Regions from separate parts of the Mus musculus genome. Here region 2 is linked to region 1. A link is a contact called in public promoter capture Hi-C data. All regions are on one chromosome and are shown on one strand. The core of a region is the stretch at or near the end of the contact, and the rest is flanking DNA. Distances in the headings are between cores, read along the strand shown.

Evidence for each region. Promoter capture Hi-C pulls out the DNA fragments that hold promoters and counts their contacts.
Region 2: a contact with region 1 is called in a promoter capture Hi-C map of the 3T3-L1 cell line, with 6 times the contacts expected there. The contact joins the promoter of Bcl2 here to the enhancer-like site in region 1. A contact is called at or near these places in 13 of 39 promoter capture datasets (the 3T3-L1 cell line, the C10 cell line, the HPC-7 cell line and 7 more), 2 of 484 Hi-C or Micro-C datasets (B cells and cortical neurons), 7 of 115 datasets of contacts at active chromatin or transcription factors (T-cell acute lymphoblastic leukemia, astrocytes, embryonic stem cells and 3 more) and 2 of 9 other capture datasets (adipose tissue and embryonic stem cells).

The regions. Positions count from the first base shown.
Region 1 is chr1:106,041,869-106,047,144 of GRCm38.p6, forward strand. No RefSeq gene overlaps it. Among named protein-coding and RNA genes, the nearest start is that of Zcchc2, 54 kb to the left of the region's middle. Within about 2 kb of position 1,368, at least 39 of the 459 cell types and tissues checked have an H3K27ac peak or open chromatin away from gene starts, as enhancers often do. A contact at or near this core is called in adipose tissue, where this site is marked.
Region 2 is chr1:106,710,903-106,716,209 of GRCm38.p6, forward strand. Bcl2 (B cell leukemia/lymphoma 2) reads right to left here and starts at 3,388. Exons shown (of 2, transcript NM_009741.5): 1 at 1,403-3,388. The coding sequence starts at 1,978.

The sequences.
Region 1 (5,276 bases), core at 118-2,617:
CTGGTCTGCTGCTGCCAGGAGGGTGAAGAGCAGCAAGCAAGTCGCTAAACATGGAACTGATAGTGTAATTCTGAGGAGTGGATGAAACCATAGGATAATCTTTTCTTAAAACTGATAAAGCAATGATGATACTTTCCTTATTGAAGTCTATATGATTAGTGTTCACTCATAAAGTTCTGTGGCATTGATAAATGTATATGAGTACTGCTATCACCGAATCATGGAATACTCTATGATAATTTCTAATAGAAAAATTGTCTGTGTGTGCTTTACCTGCTCACTTTTTATTGACTACATAGTCTTGCCTTTCTAGAACACCATATGCACAGATGTCCCTCCACTTCCCATAAGGTGATATCATGGTAAAACATCAAAAGCCTACCAAACGCCACAGCTTTACCATGGTGTACACTTCGGAGAATCAAGCGTTTACTGGTGACTGGGTGGCTGACTAAGAGCCTTAGAGTGCTGCTGCAGCATGACCGGAGACTGCCAGACTGCACGTTAGCGTGCTCAGTTAGAAACTCAGCGCAGCTCCTACTGCTTTTGTAGCACTTGCACCCTGAAGGAAGTGGAAGTGGAGCCATCACAGGCAGGCCAGGCTTTCCACTGCTGGATCCTGTAAGTCTATAAATCACCTCCCAAAGCACCCGTGCCATTCTGTGTGCACAATGGCACTGTCTGAGAGTTCCTGTGGCTCTGCATCCTTGGTAGCAGTAGATGATGTCAGTGTGGATCGGAACCACTCTAGCAGGTTTGTGATTGCATTCCATGGCTGTCTGAGTTTTTGCTTTCCCCAGGGGTACACAAAGTTACACATCTTTTCGTATACTAATTTACCATCTTTGGTGAGGTGAACTTATCTTTCTGCCGACTTTTTTAATTGAGTTTTGATTAGGTGTTCTTTCTCATTTTTAAAAAAATTTTTTATTACATTTATTGTGGGAGGGGGTGCACATGCCAGCGGATAATTTGTGGGAGCTGCCTTCTCCTTCCTTGTATGTTCCAGTACTAAAGCTTGGTAAGGAGCTCAGCAAGTCTTTTCCCACTCATGAGCCTGCGAGTTATTTTCTTACTGGTGAGTTCTTGTATTATTTTGAGTACCAGTCTTTATAAGATACATATTTTGTGCATATTTTCCCCCAGCCTGTGGCCTGGTTTTTATGCTTTTTTTTTCTTTTTAAATTGTAATGAAACATAAATGTAGGAACACCATAGCACAGAAAGCAGCCAAGGATTTTTTTCTCTCTCTCTATTTTAATTCTTATCACAGGAAATATGAGCTGCCTCCCCCAGGGCTACCTTATGCATGCAGCAGCTTGCCAAGTGAGATTCCTCGAAGGTTGCCAAGTCCTTGGCCCAGAGCTGCCAAAGCTCACTTGGCAAAAGACATGGAAGCTCGGGGCTTCCTCCCTATAGGGGCAGCCAGGCACTGTCAGGGCAGTAGCCAATGCTTACCTTTAGTGTCTCCCAGTGTACAGGAAGGAGTCCCTGAGAACTTCCCCCTCATGTTTCCTTCTACCTTATTATTGGTATACTTTACTGGACTGGCAGACTGGTTTAGTCTTAAAAGACCAACTGTGCAAGCCATTGAACACTGGCTTCATGAAGGGCTGCAGGGCTTGCCAGTGCTGTGCACACAGCAATGCTTCTTTTCTGGAAGGCCCAGACAGATCTTGGCAGACCTTGGTGGGATAGTCTGAGACTCTCATCTGTGGATAGAAAATCATTCCACGGCAGTGGGAAGGAGGGTCAGCCCGAAGAGGGCCCTTCCTATGACTCCACCCAGCTTTTGGCAAGTGGTTTCATGACACAATCCTTTAGAATAGTCATATTTTCCACAGAGCTCAAGCATGGTACAAGTACTGTGTGACTATGTTAGAAAACATGCAAGAAGGTTTCTTTGACCCACTGAAAATAAACCTTTATGCCCAGCTTGTTCTAAACTGCAGCTGCCTCCAAGATCACTCTTTCCACCTACTACAAAGTGGAACTTTGAGTTGAGCCCAGAGAAAAATGGTAGTTACTCTTTAGTGAAAAGATTTGGAAATTGTGTGTGGTATGGTGGCTCACACTTGTAATCCTAGCACTGGTGAGGCAGAAGCAGGCAAATCTTTGTAAGTCTGACACAGCCCGGTCTACATAGTGAAACCCTGTCTTGAAATAAATAGGTAATAGATAGATGATTGATATATACATAGATGATAGATAGATAGATAGATAGATAGATAGATAGATAGATAGATAGATAGATGACAGAATAAAATTAAGTAAAATAAAGATGTAGTCCAATGGAAGGCCACATATCCCAGAATATTTGATGGTCTTGATGGAGGAAAAAGGCATGTGTGAATATGATCAAAACACACTGGGCTGGCGAGATGGCTCAGTGGTTAAGAGCGCTGACTGCTCTTGTTCTTCTGAAGGTCCCGAGTTCAAATCCCAGCAAGCACATAGTGGCTCACAACCATCCATAACGAAATCTGATGCCCTCTTCTGGAGTATCTTAGGATAACTACAGTGTACTAACATATACTAAATAAATAAATCTTAAAAAAAAAAAAAACACTGTACAAGATAACTGATAAATAAAAGAACTAAGCCATTTTTATCAATGGGACATAACATGAGCTAATACATTTTCATTATCTGCTGGGAAGATAAATCCCAGGGCAGCCTGAATATATGGTTCACAAGATTCATAATATTTGACAATCATTCAGTCAAAACCACGCATTTACCCAAGTGTGCTGGTACACACACGTGGGAGGATAGTGAGCTTAATAACAAATTCTACCACATAGTGAGACCTTCTCAAAACAAAACAAAACAAAACAAAAACAAAAATGAAACAAAGAACTGAAGCAAATTCCTGCAAACCTCCGAGACCTGTGAGCCTGAGTGTAGATGTGGACCCTATGACCTTTGGGCAAATATTTGATGTCTTCACTCTTTTCTGTAAAGGAGAAATGGTCATAAGAAAGACAAGCATCACTACTGTGCGATGTGACAAAAAAAAAAAAAATCAACTCACGGTGGCTTCAAGATCAGAAAGGAGGAGCAAGACCTTGGAACTGCACAGAGGAAAGCCTTTGTGACTTAGGGTTGCCATGATATATTTTATAGCACATTCACAGAATAATGAAAAAGTAATTAGGCTTGATCACAAAACTCCTTAGGTTGTTAGCATGAGAGAAAAATTGACACATCATGCGTTCATAAAGGACTTATGTATAGAATATATAAGGTGCCTTCAAAACTTAGTGATTAAAAAATATACAATTCCTAAGCATGTTGGTACACACATATGACCCAGCATTCAGGAGGCAGAGGCAGGAGCTCAATGTTTGAAGTCAACCTTGGTAAATGCCCCCCCCCCACACACACACACAAAAGAAAGAAGAAAAAAAAAGAAAAGAAGGAGAGGGGCAAAGAGGAAGACAAGATACAGAGGGAAGAAATGAAGAAAAGGGAAGGAAGAATAAACCAAAGTAGAAATGTGCAAAAGATCTGAACAGGTCATCAAGGAAGGCCATACAAATGACATGCAAGTCAGTGCAAGGATGATAGTATTGGTCACCGAGTTTATGCAATGGGCATAAAATCTGTCTGTACAAGGAATGTCCACCATAGCTTTATCTGTGCTGGCAGAAAGCAGAAACAATTTGAATTTCCATTTGGAGGTGAAACTGATATTCTGAATAGTGGATTATTACTTGACAATGGAAATGAATGAACTATGAAAACCACAATAACAGGAATGAATCACAAAGGAACTTCGCTGTCAGAAAGAGGCTTGCAAGTATGGTGGAACACAGTTGGGAGGATAGTGAGTTTAAGAATAAATTTCCCTGCTTCCTTCTGGTCTGGGAAGGTGCCCTGAGCAGAACTCCGTAGCCAGTTACTAACACCCAGAGTAAGCTCCACTCCCAGGCGCTCTAACATGCCCAGGATCATAGGATCATAGGTGCCCTGAGCAGACCTTGGGCACTAACTTCACAGCCAGTTCCACAACACCCAGAAGAAGCTCCACTCCCAGGCTCTCTAACATGCTCAGGATCACAGGATCACAGGAGCTTGGTCACACCAGGATCTCAGGGTCCCAGAGGTAGCTTGACTCCTAGGAGCTCTGACACACCCAGTATTTCAGGACCACAGGATCCCAGATCACAGGATCACAGAGACAGCTGAACACTGAGGAGTTCTGACACAACCAAGATCACAGAAAGGACAGGCTCCAGTCAGATATAGCAAGAGCAGGTAGCACTAGAGATAATCAGGTGGCAGGAGGCAAGCATAAGAACATAAGCAACAGAAACCAAGATTACTTGGCAACATCAGAACCCAATTCTCCCACCATAGCAAGTCCTGGATACACCATCACACCAGAAAAGCAAGATTCGGATCAAAATCACTTCTCATGATGGTGATAGAGGACTTTAAGAAGGGCATAAATAACTACCTTAAAGAAATACAGAAGGACACAAGTAAACAGCTAGAAGCCCTTAAAGAGGAAACACAAAAGTCCCTTAAAGAATTACAGGAAAACACAATCAAACTGGTGAAGGAAATGAACAAAACCATCCAATAGAAACAATAAAGAAATCACAAAGGGAGACAACCCTGGAGTTAGAAAAACCTAGGAAAGAGACCATAGATGTAAGTATCATCAACAGAATACAAGAGATAGAAGAGAGACTCTCAGGTATAGAAGATACCATAGAAAACATGGACATAACAGTCAAAATGCAAAAAGCAAGAAACTCCTAACCCAAAAAAATCCAGGAAATCCAGGACACAGTGAGAAGGCCAAACCTAAGGATAATAGGTATAGAAGAGAGGGAAGATTCCAAACTTAAAGGGCCAGTAAATAGCTTCAACAAAATTCTAGAAAAAAACTTCCCCAACCTAAAGAAAGAGATGGCCATGAACATACAAGAAGCCTGCAGAACTCCAAATAGACTGTACCAGAAAAGAAATTCCTCCCATCACATAATAATTAAAACACCAAATGCACTAAACAAAGAAAGAATATTAAAAGCAGTAAGGGGAAAAGGTCAAGTAATGTATAAAGGCAGGCCTATCAGAATTACACCAGACTTCTCACTAGAGACTATGAAGGGTAGAAGATCCTGTGCTGATGTCATACAGACCCTAAGAGAACACAAATGCCATCCCAGGCTACTATACCCAGCAAAACTCTCAGTTACCAGAGATGGAGAAACCAAGATATTCCATGAGGAAACCAAAATTACACAATATCTTTCCATAAATCC
Region 2 (5,307 bases), core at 2,138-4,637, 670 kb after region 1:
AGTTAATTTTACTTTTAAACATCGAACAGTGCCACCAATATTTTGTCAACTTTGGTCAAATAAGATCAGATGTTCACATCAATCATCTATTTTTCTTGGCTTTTTCAGGGCCTATGAATATTAGCATATCTTGCAAACTGTAGTAAAAACAGAATGTGCTTCTAGATATTTGGTTCACGTTCAGTCAGTTACAGACTTTTTGTTCCTGTTAAGATATAATATATATGTATATGTATATGTGTATATATATATATACATATATATATATACACACACACACACACACACACACACACACACTCACATATATATTCGTTCTCTTTATACTACCAAGGCAGGACTAAAATGAAAACCCTTTTCATTAAAACAAGGTCTTTTAAAAAATGTCAGACAATAATGATTGCTTTCACATAACTTAATTGTTTTAGCTATAGCAAGTCTTAAGTCTGCTCTCTGCCCTTAAAGAACCAGAGAAAAGCTTAAATCACACGGTAAAATATGGAAGCTGAACCTCCCAAGATCCCAGAAAACTATCACCCCATAGATGCTCACCAGTGTTGTGGATACGAATCATTTTAACTTGTCAGGGCTGGAGACGCCACAGCTAAGTGGACTCCATTACCCCTTTCATAGGCACCCTAGATGCAAGTCCATTCAGCAGTAGAGATCGCAAAACTATGTAGAATGCAGGTAGAGAAAAGTAAGACATACAGTGGATGCAGACTTCTAAATCATCGCATATTCGTTGACGGACATGTTTAGGGTGCACACCCACCATGCCCACTGGGGACTATGGCATAGACAGACTGGATTCCACAAACATCCACGAATACCTACCTAAGCTTACCTTTTTTTTTTTTTTTTTTTTTTTTTTTTTACAAGCTTAGCTATGATTTCCAGGAAAAGGAGCCGTGTTGTTTTTCTTTGGGAAAATGTTCCCAAGTGAGTTAGAAAAGGTTTGCCTGCGTCCTCTGGTGGAGCCTGCATGTCTAGATGGACCTTTTAAAGTTTGTTAGTCCACCAGAGGAGCTAAAGATGCATAGGTCAAGAGGGAGTGTTGGAGGTCTGGTGCTTACACAGGACCCAGAACATCTGCAGCAAGCTACTCAGACGAACTAACTCTGAGAGTTACTGGAGGGATGCTATTATCTCCAGATCCTACTGGATCAAAAATGCTGGATTCTTGCTCCCTCACAGCCAGCGGGCAGGAGTTAACACAGTGTTGGCAGGGTGTGATGTACCCAGAGGAAGAGAGTGAGAGGTCAGGGGAGCAAAGCTACAAACTCGACTTTATTTCATCTGCTCAATGGCCCATTTTGACCCAGAATCCACTCACACCCCAACCTGCGCATCTTGGCCTTGAGATCAAAGCCCAGACTCATTCAACCAGACATGCACCTACCCAGCCTCCGTTATCCTGGATCCAGGTGTGCAGATGCCGGTTCAGGTACTCAGTCATCCACAGGGCGATGTTGTCCACCAGGGGTGACATCTCCCTGTTGACGCTCTCCACACACATGACCCCACCGAACTCAAAGAAGGCCACAATCCTCCCCCAGTTCACCCCATCCCTGAAGAGTTCCTCCACCACCGTGGCAAAGCGTCCCCTCGCGGTGAAGGGCGTCAGGTGCAGCTGACTGGACATCTCTGCGAAGTCACGACGGTAGCGACGAGAGAAGTCATCCCCAGCCCGGCGGAGGGTCAGATGGACCACAGGTGGCACAGGGCTGAGCGCAGGCCCAGCGGTGGCAACGAGGGGCCTGAGAGGAGACGTCCTGGCAGCCATGTCCCGGTGCACAGCGGGCATTGGGTTGCTCTCAGGCTGGAAGGAGAAGATGCCAGGGGTGGGGGCAGCCCCCAGGGGCGCCGCGTCCGCATCTCCAGCATCCCACTCGTAGCCCCTCTGTGACAGCTTATAATGTATGTACTTCATCACGATCTCCCGGTTATCATACCCTGTTCTCCCGGCTTGCGCCATCCTTCCCCGAAAAGAAGCTGCAGGTACCAATGGCACTTCAAGTCCCGACTCCCGCCCCACGGCCCCGAAAGAAAAAAAAAAAAAAAAGAATAGTTATAATCCAGCTCTTTTATTGGATGTGCTTTGCATTCTTGGATGAAGGGGTGTCTTTAGTTACACCGAACACTTGATTCTGGTGTTTCCCCGTTGGCATGAGATGCAGGAAATTTTTATTCAAATTCCTTTCTGCTTTTTATTTCATGAGGTACATTATTTATTAAGCTTTGTTAATATCAGTCTACTTCCTCCGCAATGCTGAAAGGTGAAGAGGCGGGACGACCTAGGAAGTTAAAATCAGGTGTGTTTTCCTTTATATATTTAGGGTAAGAAAGGTATATCCGCTACAAGTTACACGTTTAAAAATGCATTAAACTGTCTGGAAATGAAATTTGCTTGAATGCACTTGAAGTAAAAAAATATTTCAAACGCGTCCATGGAAAGTTATATTAAACAAAATTCCTGTGCAAAGAACTTACTGTATTTTCTAAGGACGGCATGATCTTCTGTCAAGTTTACCCTTTTTTGGTAAAACCCAAACAAATACATAAGGCAACCACACCATCGATCTTCAGAAGTCTCCTTGTATAAGCTTCTTTACAACTTGCAATGAATCGGGAGTTGGGGTCTGGGGGCTAGGTGGAGGAAAAATCAGGAGGGTTTCCAGATTGGGTCCTCACACTCCGGCTTCACTGAGAATGTCAATCCGTAGGAATCCCAACCAGAGATCTCAAGAGCACCGCAGCGGGGCAAAAAGGCAGCGGCGGCGGCGGCAGATGAATTACAATTTTTCAGTCCAGCATTTGCAGAAGTCCTGTGATTCTCCCTTCTTCTCGGCAATTTACACTTGCACACACACGCTGGAGCGCAGGCATGGATCCGTATCCACCGGACCGCTTCAGACCTCCAGGGCAGAGAGACACGCCAAGGGGACGATGGAGGAGCTGGGGGACCGGGACCGGAATCCTCTTCTGATTAAACTCCGAAGGGCCAACGCGCTTTCCGAAACGGGAAAAAAAGCAGCTTGCTAAATGCAGGCACGGACGCGCTGGGGCCGCGGGTGCCCAAGGAGCAGCCCGCGCACTGTGTGTGGTGCGCTGCGGGAGAAGGAGGTGGTGGGGGAGGGTTTGCCCCCCCTCTTTTTCCTAAAAAGGATGACTGCTACGAAGTCCCCCCCTGGTCCCCTCTTCCGCTGCACCCCACCGGCGCACCCCGCCTCCGGGCTGCGCACCCTTTCTCCTCCTCCGCTGCGGGCGGCGCTGGCGGCCGCCTCCTCGTGCTTGCGCCGCGCAGCCCGTTCCACGGTGACGGCTGCGGCTGGGGAGGGCCTGGGCACCTCGGTGTTGGCGGCGGCGGCTCGGCGGGGACCCGGACGCGGGGCGGGAGGACGGGCCGGGGAGGAAGGGGGCGGGCGCGGGGCGGGGGGCCCGGCCTCTTACTTCATTCTCCGCCGGAGCGCCTGGTTTCCTGTACGTACGTCACCGTTCATTCAAAAAAAAGAAGAAAGAAAGCCCTCCTCTGAGCGCCCGCCCGCCGCCTCCTCCCGCCGCCCGCCAGCCGCCCGGGTTAAAGGCGCCGCGGCCGCCCCGGGGAGCGCGCGCCCGGCCGCGGCCGCTGGCCTGGGTGGCGGCCACCCGCGGGCTACGCTGGGCCCCGGACCGTGGGTGGCGCGGGCCTCCCGGGCGGCAGTGGCTCAGTGGGCGTGTGAGGGGCCTCCTCGGGCCTGCGGGGCTGGCTGCTGGCTGGACGTGCCTATAGCCAGGGCCAGGCTGTGGCGAGGCACCTGGATCTTTTCTAACAGGATGGGCACAATTGCATGGATCTTTTTCAACGTGTACAGTGTGCACGACCGCATGGACTTTTTCTATGTAGCATGTGCAGGTCACATGGACCCTTTCTAACCGCGTGCATGGAATGTGCACAATCCAATGGACCCTTTCTAACCACACATAAAGTGTGTACACAGTCGCTCTGTGTGTGTGTGTGTGTGTAGTGCAGTGTATCTACAATCATGTGGACCCTTTAAACAGTGTAGTGTATACAACCACATATAGTGTATAAAATCAAACAGACCCTCAGCTAACCATGTGAACCCCCAAACACTATGTTATCAGCTCTCAGCAGCCAGAGAGATTACCGAGACATATATTGACTCCTAAGTAGTGAGTAGTACCAATATGCTACCCTTGGGTGAAGAGAGGCAACTCCCAACACAGTCTCCAGGATATTAATTACAAATGAAAATACTTAGAATAACAACGTTAGCATGCTTGTTTCTAGGCCCTTTTGTCCAGACACCACAAGCTGTGTAACTTAGAACAGGTCTGAGTACTCCTCTGCTCTGAAGAGCATGATGTGATGTCCACAACCAGCAAGGGATGTGCCTCAGAGGCTGGTCTTTCCTCATCTCTTCTTAGTCAGACAGTGGCAGACTGATGGCAGTCGCTGATGCTCTTGGCTTGTTAAAGAATAGTCAAAGTGGTATGCGGAGTTACTTTGGAGGTGTCCAAGCAGATACCACATGAGCACCCAGGCGCTTTTAGCCTCTATCCAGGCATACCCAACTTGGTGACCAAGGCCAGACCTAACTCGCAGTGGGCCAGTGAAGAGAGGAGAAGAGAACAGCAGAAGTTTGAGTTTCAGGGACAGTTTTTCCTCTGCTCCTAACGCTCCCAGCACTGGGCTGGGGCTGGACCTCAGGGAGTGATACCTGCCACCTTTCAAGGCCATGACCCTAACACGGCATAGGTACGGTTTTGGATATCCTCAGCTCTGACCAGCATGCAACCTGAGACGGCTTCAGAAGATGCAGCCATACAGATAATGTGTCTATGTACCCACAGACACACAGTGCCACTGTCACTTGTATGAACCCAGACAGAAACAATCAAGCTGAGAGATAGATACATAAAACACCAAGAAAAACTGTGCTATGTGATAACTATGTTATCAGCTCTCAGCAGCCAGAGAGATTACTGAGACATATATTGACTCCTAAGTAGTGAGTAGTACCAATATGCTACCCTTGGGTGAAGAGTGGCAACTCCCAACAGTCTCCAGGATATTAATTACAAATTAAAATACTAATGAAAACTCGTGGTTGGTGAGATGGCTCAGCGGTTAAGAACACCGACTGTTCTTCCGAAGGTCCTGAGTTCAAGTGTCAGCAACCACATAGTGGCTCACAGCCATCTGTAATGGGATCTGATGCCCTCTTCTGGTGTGTCTGAAGACAGTGACAGTGTACTCACATACATTAAATTAATAAGTAAATAAGTAAGCTGTTCGTTCAC